Regions from separate parts of the Mus musculus genome. Here region 1 is linked to region 2. Evidence: chromatin contacts called from public Micro-C data. All regions are on one chromosome and are shown on one strand. The core of a region is the stretch at or near the end of the contact, and the rest is flanking DNA. Distances in the headings are between cores, read along the strand shown. Region 1 holds the start of Vrk2 (vaccinia related kinase 2). Region 2 overlaps 5730522E02Rik (RIKEN cDNA 5730522E02 gene).

What was found. A called contact is a pair of places that touch in the nucleus more often than the background predicts.
Region 1: a contact with region 2 is called in a Micro-C map of embryonic stem cells, with 4 times the contacts expected there. The contact joins the promoter of Vrk2 here to the enhancer-like site in region 2. A contact is called at or near these places in 1 of 39 promoter capture datasets (cranial neural crest) and 2 of 484 Hi-C or Micro-C datasets (cerebral cortex and embryonic stem cells).

Annotation. Positions count from the first base shown.
Region 1 is chr11:26,591,419-26,595,393 of GRCm38.p6, reverse strand. It overlaps Vrk2 (vaccinia related kinase 2), which reads left to right and starts at 1,474. Exons shown (of 13, transcript NM_027260.3): 1 at 1,474-1,804; 2 at 3,667-3,807. The coding sequence starts at 3,672.
Region 2 is chr11:26,102,495-26,106,448 of GRCm38.p6, reverse strand. All of the region lies in intron 1 of 5730522E02Rik (RIKEN cDNA 5730522E02 gene), which reads left to right. Among named protein-coding and RNA genes, the nearest start is that of Mir6372, 98 kb to the left of the region's middle. Within about 2 kb of position 2,533, at least 27 of the 459 cell types and tissues checked have an H3K27ac peak or open chromatin away from gene starts, as enhancers often do. A contact at or near this core is called in embryonic stem cells, where this site is marked.

The sequences.
Region 1 (3,975 bases), core at 225-2,724, 490 kb before region 2:
CCTGGCATTCCCCTGTACTGGGGCATATAAAGTTTGCAAGTCCAATGGGCCTCTCTTTCCAGTGATGGCCAACTAGGCCATCTTTTGATACATATGCAGCTAGAGACAAGAGCTCCGGGGTACTGGTTAGTTCATAATGTTGTTCCACCTATAGGGTTGCAGTTCCCTTTAGCTCCTTGGGTGCTTTCTCTAGCTCCTCCATTGGGGACCCTGGGATCCATTCAATAGCTGACTGTGATGCTGGGGATTTTATTGAGGGCTTCCTACAGGTCAGAGGGACACTACCGATAAAGCTACACCCCTGTCTACAAAATTCATTTTAAAAATGTTTTTATACCCAAATCATGCCGTTCTTTTAAGAAATAGTCTCATGCTGTTTACCATTTTTGGAGTTTGGTAAAATCCTATTTCCTTATTACACCAAATTTAGCAAATAGAATTAATACCATCAGGCAAGAATAAAGCTACTACCATGATATTTGAGTCACTCTTGAATCAAGCTTTATTAAATACTGGCCAGGAATGATGGACACAGGCCAAGTCTACACCAGGAATTCCAGAGTATGGCACCATATTGCATTTGTCAGGGGCTTATGAAGGCAAATCCCACAAGGGTATGCACTTTCTGCCTTTGTGGAATCAAGGGCAAACATTCTTCCTGCCCATTTACTTCCCACCTACATGTGACTAAGCAGATCTTGTGCAGTTTGGGCAAGCTTGTTATCTTTCTTGAACAACAGCCTCCAGCATTCCTAGAAGTTACCTTGAGCAAGTGGGACTTACAAATTAGAGATTTGTTTGTTTGTTTGTTTGTTTGTTTTATAGGTCTCTCTCTCCTTTTTTTTTTTTTTTTTTTTTTTTTTTTTTTCGAGACAGGGTTTCTCTGTGTAGCCTGGCTGTCCTGGAACTCAGGCTGGCCTCGAACTCAGAAATCCACCTGCCTCTGCCTCCCAAGTGCTGGGATTAAAGGCTTGTGCCACCACTGACAGGCTGTTTTATAGGTCTCTTAAAGTATAGTAACTAAAACTTAAAACATAACTTTAGCCTTCGCAGAGAAAATGGCTGTTTTTCTTTCAGTATTTGCATCTGGACAATTATTGAGTGTTTTTAGGTAAGAAACTAAAGTGCTGTTTGAACAGTCTTTTTTATAAAGATTTGTTTGTTTGCTCTAAAATGTAAGTTGTGTATCCTTAAAGAATTTCTATATACTTAACATATTTCTCTCAGCTGTCATAGTAACCTTAAAACTCAATAACTTATGTTTTCCATTTTACAGATGGGAACGTAGAAATGTAGTAACTTTCGTTTTAAACATTATCCAAGTATTAAATGACAGAACTAGGCCTAGGGCAGTCACTTGCAAGTGACACACCCAGATAGATACAGGCCCTCCCAGTTACAAGGCTGTCTGGGTATGCCTAGAGGCTGGGCGAGCTGTTGGTAAGGATCTGAGCAATTTGAAAGGGGTTGGTACTCAGAACTGGTACAGGAAGGGTTCAGTTCTTCTGTAAGCGCTGGCCCAGTTTACTACCCCCAGGTTAATCTGCAGGCTCTTCAGACAGGCCTTGGCAGGGTCCGGTGCTTGGAAACTCTAACCCTCTCTCTCGGTACCGCCCCTCCACCGCTGCAGCCTCTGCCACTGGGCGGCCTCTGCCACTGGGCGGCCTCCGCCAGACTCTGGGGCTCCCAGGGCTGGCTGCCGGGAGGCGGCCCACAGGCTCGCCCGGCCCCTGGGAGGAGCCCGGAGAGGCCCACCTGGCTGCGAGGCCTTAGGAGACCAGCGCTGTGGGGACTCCGGCGGCAGGTCAGTCTTCCCTCCACCCCGGCTCCGACGCTCAGTGCCCGGCGGGCGGCCGCGGCGTTGTCCCGGCCCGCTGCAGGCCCAGCTTCAGCCCCCGCACCCGGTACCGACTCATCCCGGAAACCGGCCGGCGCTTCTGCACAGCTCCGGACTGCCATCCCCGGGACGGGGTCGCCGCTCAAGGCCGGGAGGGAGCGTTTGAACCGGGCGAGCGTCACCCCGGAAGCACCGAGTCCCCAAACTTTTAGCTGCCCCGCTTAGAAGTTGTTCTAGGAAGACTTGCCAACTTTAGCCAGCAACTTTGGCGCGTGTGTCCAACATACCGCCCTGTTGAGGGAACCCGGTGAATCACAACCTCCTTCAATTCGGTGGCCCAGTTGTTCCTGGTTTAGATTTCCCGCTCTCCTCCGGGCTCTGTTCAGCCCACTGGAGTGGAGTTTCAGCCGCCTCGGAGGCACTGGGTTCAGTAAGCGAAGGAGGGAAAACTACTTAAGCATAGATGGGTAGCTTAAGAGAAACGTTTTGTACCCTGTCAGTATTTTTGAATAATTTTCACGAAAGCATTTGTCCTGGTTAGATTTTGCTGTTGTTATCAACTTGTCTCCATGCAGGGCCATCTGGGAAGAGGGACAAATGTTGAATGTTGAGATTAATGTGAGGCTGTTAGTGGCTGGGGAAGGGTACAGCTTTAAATTCAAAGGTCGCATCTGACCTTTGGTAGTGTCTTACCACCACCAAGCAAAACACCTGCGAATGACTTCCACGAGCAAGGATTTCCATGACAAGCTAACCTGTCCTATCAGGACACTGACTAGTTCAGGCTCTCTGGTTTTCTGACCCTCCCTCTTACCCACTCCCATCAATGTGAGAACAGCTTTGCCTTAGAGATTACAGCTCTACAGATAACAGGAATCCCACATTCCAGAAGAAGGCCACAGAAATTTAATTCAAGTGGCAAAATACCTCCATTAGATTTACTCAGGGGCAGATGCGGATCTGTTGGAGTGATAGATGGGGGAGGGCCCAGGCCAGCAGTGCCACCCTTGGGCCTGGTTTGTTTAAGAAAGCCAAGCTGGTTGATCCAGTTCGGAGCAGGACAAGCTATTGAGCAGGGGGGTCTGCCATGGTGGCTTCAGTACCTGCCTGCAATTGCTGCTTTGAGTTCCTGCCCTGACTCCCCTTTCAGGTGGATTGTAAACTATATGAAGTAATTCCAAAGTTGCTTTACCATGGTTTTGTTTATTTGTTTTTGTTTTTGTTTTAGTCTAGAAATACTAAGAAGACCATGGTTACTTTCACATCTAATTTCAAGCATTTTTTCTAATATTTATTAATTATATATTAATCGCGTTACTCATTTGCTAATTTCTATACAATGATAATTAATTACATTCTATAGTGTTGCTAAATATTAATAAACTCCTACATGAAATTTTGAAGTATTGATTTAAATGAAACACAGTAGATATTTTTAATTTTTAAGAAATTTATTTTTAATTTTTAATTTTGTGTGTGTGTATACAGGTGCCAGTTGAAGAGGTCAAATATATCAGGCCCCAGAGCTCGAGTTACAGAGAGTTATAAGCTGCCATGTGGGCACTGGGAACTGAACCCAGATCATCCTCTACAAGAGTATTGCATATATTATGTATATATTATTACATATATATATACATACATACATACATACACATGTCAGTATCTCTTAGGTTTCAAAGTATCTGAATTTCTAACTTGAATGTTGTGGATGGCTTATCCAGTTGGAATTGACTTCAGGATCCTAATCTTAATTCTGGGAAAGACATTAGGAGAAATGAGTTTCAATGCTAGAGTTTTAACTATTTATCTCATCCATCTGCCAATAGATGTGATGGCACCAAGAAGAAAAGAGAAATATAAGCTTCCGGTTCCACTCCCAGAAGGCAAAATTCTGGATGATATGGAAGGAAACCGGTGGGCACTGGGCAAGATGATCGGCTCTGGAGGGTTTGGACTGATATACTTAGGTAAAGTATGACTAAATTGCCAAGTCTAATTACGTCTGTGATCTTTGTAACTATGGTAACAATGGTATTTTAAGAGCTAACTGAAATAACAGAATTCATAGATTCTTTTTTTAAAAAAGTAATTTGAAGATAGTTAATGTTTAGTACATTAACTAAACATTAGGTTCA
Region 2 (3,954 bases), core at 1,284-3,783:
GTAAGATGACTGCTCCCTTCTTGAATTCCAAAAGGTTTTAGGGAACATTTGGTCATCATTTACTATATGGAACATATACTATTGGAAGATGATGCCACAGCTTACATTTCTAAGAAGTACTGTTCTGGGCAGGGGATGTAGCTCAGGGATAGAATCCTAGCCTGACACTGGGAAAGCATTGTTGTTCTTTAAGAGTATTCAGAATGGGAAACTATAACAACATGGAAACATTTTAAGTTTTTGTTCCCAGCCCAAGTTTACTTCTAACTTTTTTTTTTAATCACCCATCCTCTTTGATATGACCTAGGAGTCATGGTTCTCACTGAAGTTTCAATAGTTGCTTTGTTTGTGTTGAGAGGGGTCCTACTGTCATGTCTCTAAGACCCCTTATATAATTTGCATTGGGTGTTTTTTGACAAACCAAGCCCAAGCTCCTGAATGTTTGAGTCTCTACTTGCAGCTGCTGCCTGAATTCCATTTTTTTATGACTCATAATGTAGGCTCCAAAGTACACAATTTATATATTTAAAATATTAACTAAAGAAAAATAGTTCTTTGGTATACGTGGGTTTTGCTGGAAGAGAGGTAATGTTTATGTGGTTGCCAAGAACATCTAAGCAAAACCTGGTCTGGTGTTTTCCTCAAAGTACACAGTCCTGTTGGTATCTTTATCGAATATTATGGTTTGGTTACCTGGCTTCTGTTCAAATATATTTATTGACAAGGAAAGCAAAACATGTAACATTCATGACTTGAGCTTTCAAATTCATAAGTATGATTATCACAAACATACTTCATAATTCAGAAATACATAAAAAGTGTTTAAATAATAGATGGAAATGACAGGTATCATAAACAAATATGAGATGGATATAGTCAAACGTGGCAAATTTTGAGCTGTGGTTTCAATCATAGTATTTTTTTGTTGTTGATTTTTATATATGATTGTAGGCAATTTTAAATTAGAGTGTCACCTTTAATTTATTGTCAGGCAGAAAACATACTTCTCTTGTACTCCAAGAATTTATCCAACTTAACTCTGTAATTACTAGCATTACACAAGCTCATTATATCACAAGTGGTTGTATTTGGTGCCAGCTGTTATGGAGTTAACAGCAAAGTGAAAAGGAATAACATGAAGCACACTCTTCAGTTTGGTGCAGCCATCATAATATCACGGCGGAAAATCAAGGGCGTCTGAGAGCTTGCTACAGTGATGTTTTATACCATTATCAAGTATGAAAAAAAATTTTTTCCCCAGAAAAAATATTGCATTTGATATTTTGCTAAGAATTCAAATTTTGGTTGTCCTTTACTATTCAAAAAACCCTTCTCATTCTTTTTCCTGAAAGTTATGTCTTGGCAAACCTGTGAGTTCTGTTTTCTGTTCATTGAAATGGGGTTGAGAATATAAAACTAAGGAAGAAATGTGCTGTTAATTGGGTCAGGTGTCAGCATCTTCTCTTCTTGGCTTGGCTAGAAGTAGAGATTCCCTACTTGTATTTAGGCGGTGCCTGTGGTTCCCAGAGGAGAGAGGGGTCTGTACAATAATGCAAATGAGCTCAATAAGAACATTGGGAACTTAAAGCAGAAGTGTGTTCCTGCAGTGTGAAGACATCTGTGAGGGGTTTATGCGGCTAGGAGCCCCATGCTTGGTGCTTGCTATCACTGTTTTCACATTTTGATAGAACAGATCATTTTTTTTTTCATGCCAGCCTCATATCTACTGATGTTGATAATTTTGCCACATTTGCAATATCCTTGTTGAAATTTTTTTCTTGATGTGTAGTGTTTTTGCTAAATATAGTATTTCTGATACACAGAACATAGAGTACTTGATATATTTCATAAAAGCGAACAGATGTTAAAAAAAATCTGATAAACTATTTTTATATGTTGGAATGCTTAAAGCCTCACACTAGCCTGATTGGGGATATTTATACCAGTGATTGTTTACACAGTTTTTTGAATTTGTGTATTTAACTTGAGAAGAATTCACTCTCCATTGCTGTGTGACAGGTACAAAGAGAAATGCGTTTCCAGGAAACAATCCGCTAGTAATTTAGTCCACTTATTTTCAGTACTTAACTTTTGGTATTTTTTTCCTTCCTTAAGTTCACCCTGATATGACATTTCATTATTAGATTAAAAAAAAAATAGTCACTCACCAGATATTAAAGGATGCAATTGCTTTCAGTTCAGGCAGGTTTTAACTGCGTTTTAATTAGCTTAAAACATATGCTTCCATTTATTGTATTATGTGGAGTACATCCTATCTCATTTAGCTGAGTATTGAGGACTATTGTACAATATTGTGTTCAGGCTAAAACAATGAAATACTAATTGGATCCAGTAAAATAACTGTAACGTTTCCGATTCCTATTAGGCAGGTTACATAAATTAGGCTAATATAAAATGGTGCTTAATAGAACCGCAAATACCGTGATGATCCTTCAGACAGGAACACAGTGACAGGGGATTTTGGGGGGTGGGCGGAATCAAATACATTTGCATTACAATAAAACATTTCCTGCTGTGAGGGCTCTTGCAACTCTGGAGAAAGCGCCTCTCCAGCACCACGCCCTCTTATTTACATAGGAACGCCATCCCTTTCCATTCCAGTTCCTTGGAGCACTTGTCTCTCAGTGATGAGGATAACCTGCAGTTTTAAATCTGTTGATGAATATAGTCCTTTTATTATTTTGACTAAGAGCATCCTGTCTAAGATCTTTATGTTGCACTGAGGGAACATTTCTCGTTACATACAGTATGTCTTTTTATGATGAGAATGTGTTGTCTAGGCATTAAAACCCGATTGCAATCATTCGACTGGATTCATATTTTCTCTTCGAGCTAGAGAATGTCTTAAGTTTATTCTTTCTCTTCTTTTCAATTATTAATCACTGATCTGGATATTTGGGACATTTCCATAAACTTTAATCATCCTGAAATGGATTTGAATGTAAACTATTGATAGCTTTTTTTTTTCTTCCTTCAGTGTCTCCGTTGGAGTTTCCTATGAGCTTGAATAACAGCCACTTGTAATCTTTTAAATGAAGAAATTTGAGAAAATGACACCAGGATGCAAACCGATGGAGTGAACCTTTTTCAAAAATCCTTCCAGGGCAACACTAATTTCATCTCTTCATTAGTAGTCCCCATGGCGAGTTTGTGGAGGCATCGACAGCCCTTTCGGGGCTGAGGAGGTGTTTCTGGGGAGGAGATATTTGAAGCTGCCCCTCAAAGGAAAAGTTGCCCAATGAGGTGGGAAAGGGACTACATTTTCCCTTGCGAACACACTGATAAAAGAGCTTTGTGCTGAACTCACAAGCACCCTTGAACCTTGCAGTTTGCTCCCAGCACTCAGATCGTAGTGATTCTGTGAAATGGCAGAGAGAGAAGAGCATTCTGGGGCCTAGCATGCAAATGAGCAAGCCATGTAAAGGCACAGAAAATTTAAATCCTGTCTATTGTATTCTAAGCAGGTTGCTAGTCAGCCTTTGTGGAACTGGTATAAAAATGAATCTCATCTTCTCCCTGGAATGAAAACTAAAAACATACTTTATTTCTTCACCCATAGCAGCAATTTTTATGCAGTTTTATCTTCAAAAAAGGAGGTGGGGGTTGGTTTTTCTAGAAGTTTACTGTGTAACATTTTCATTCATGATACAATTATTTTATCTGCATCTGTGCCTCTGATTTAGACCTTAATCTCCCGAGATCTTTAGTTGTGGAATTTGTTGCTTCATTTATATTCACAGATAGATCTCCCCCTCTTTTAAAAGTGTTGGAATTAGTACTATTTACTCAAAGGAATGGCAGTTTTAAAAAGATACTACATCTTAAGGGGCATGCGTTCCTGGTGAAGCAGAAGCAAGAGAGAGCCTCCAGATTCATATTTCTACTTTTCATCTTTCAGCTGAGAAGAAAGGGATATTCCTCCAGGTGTAAAAG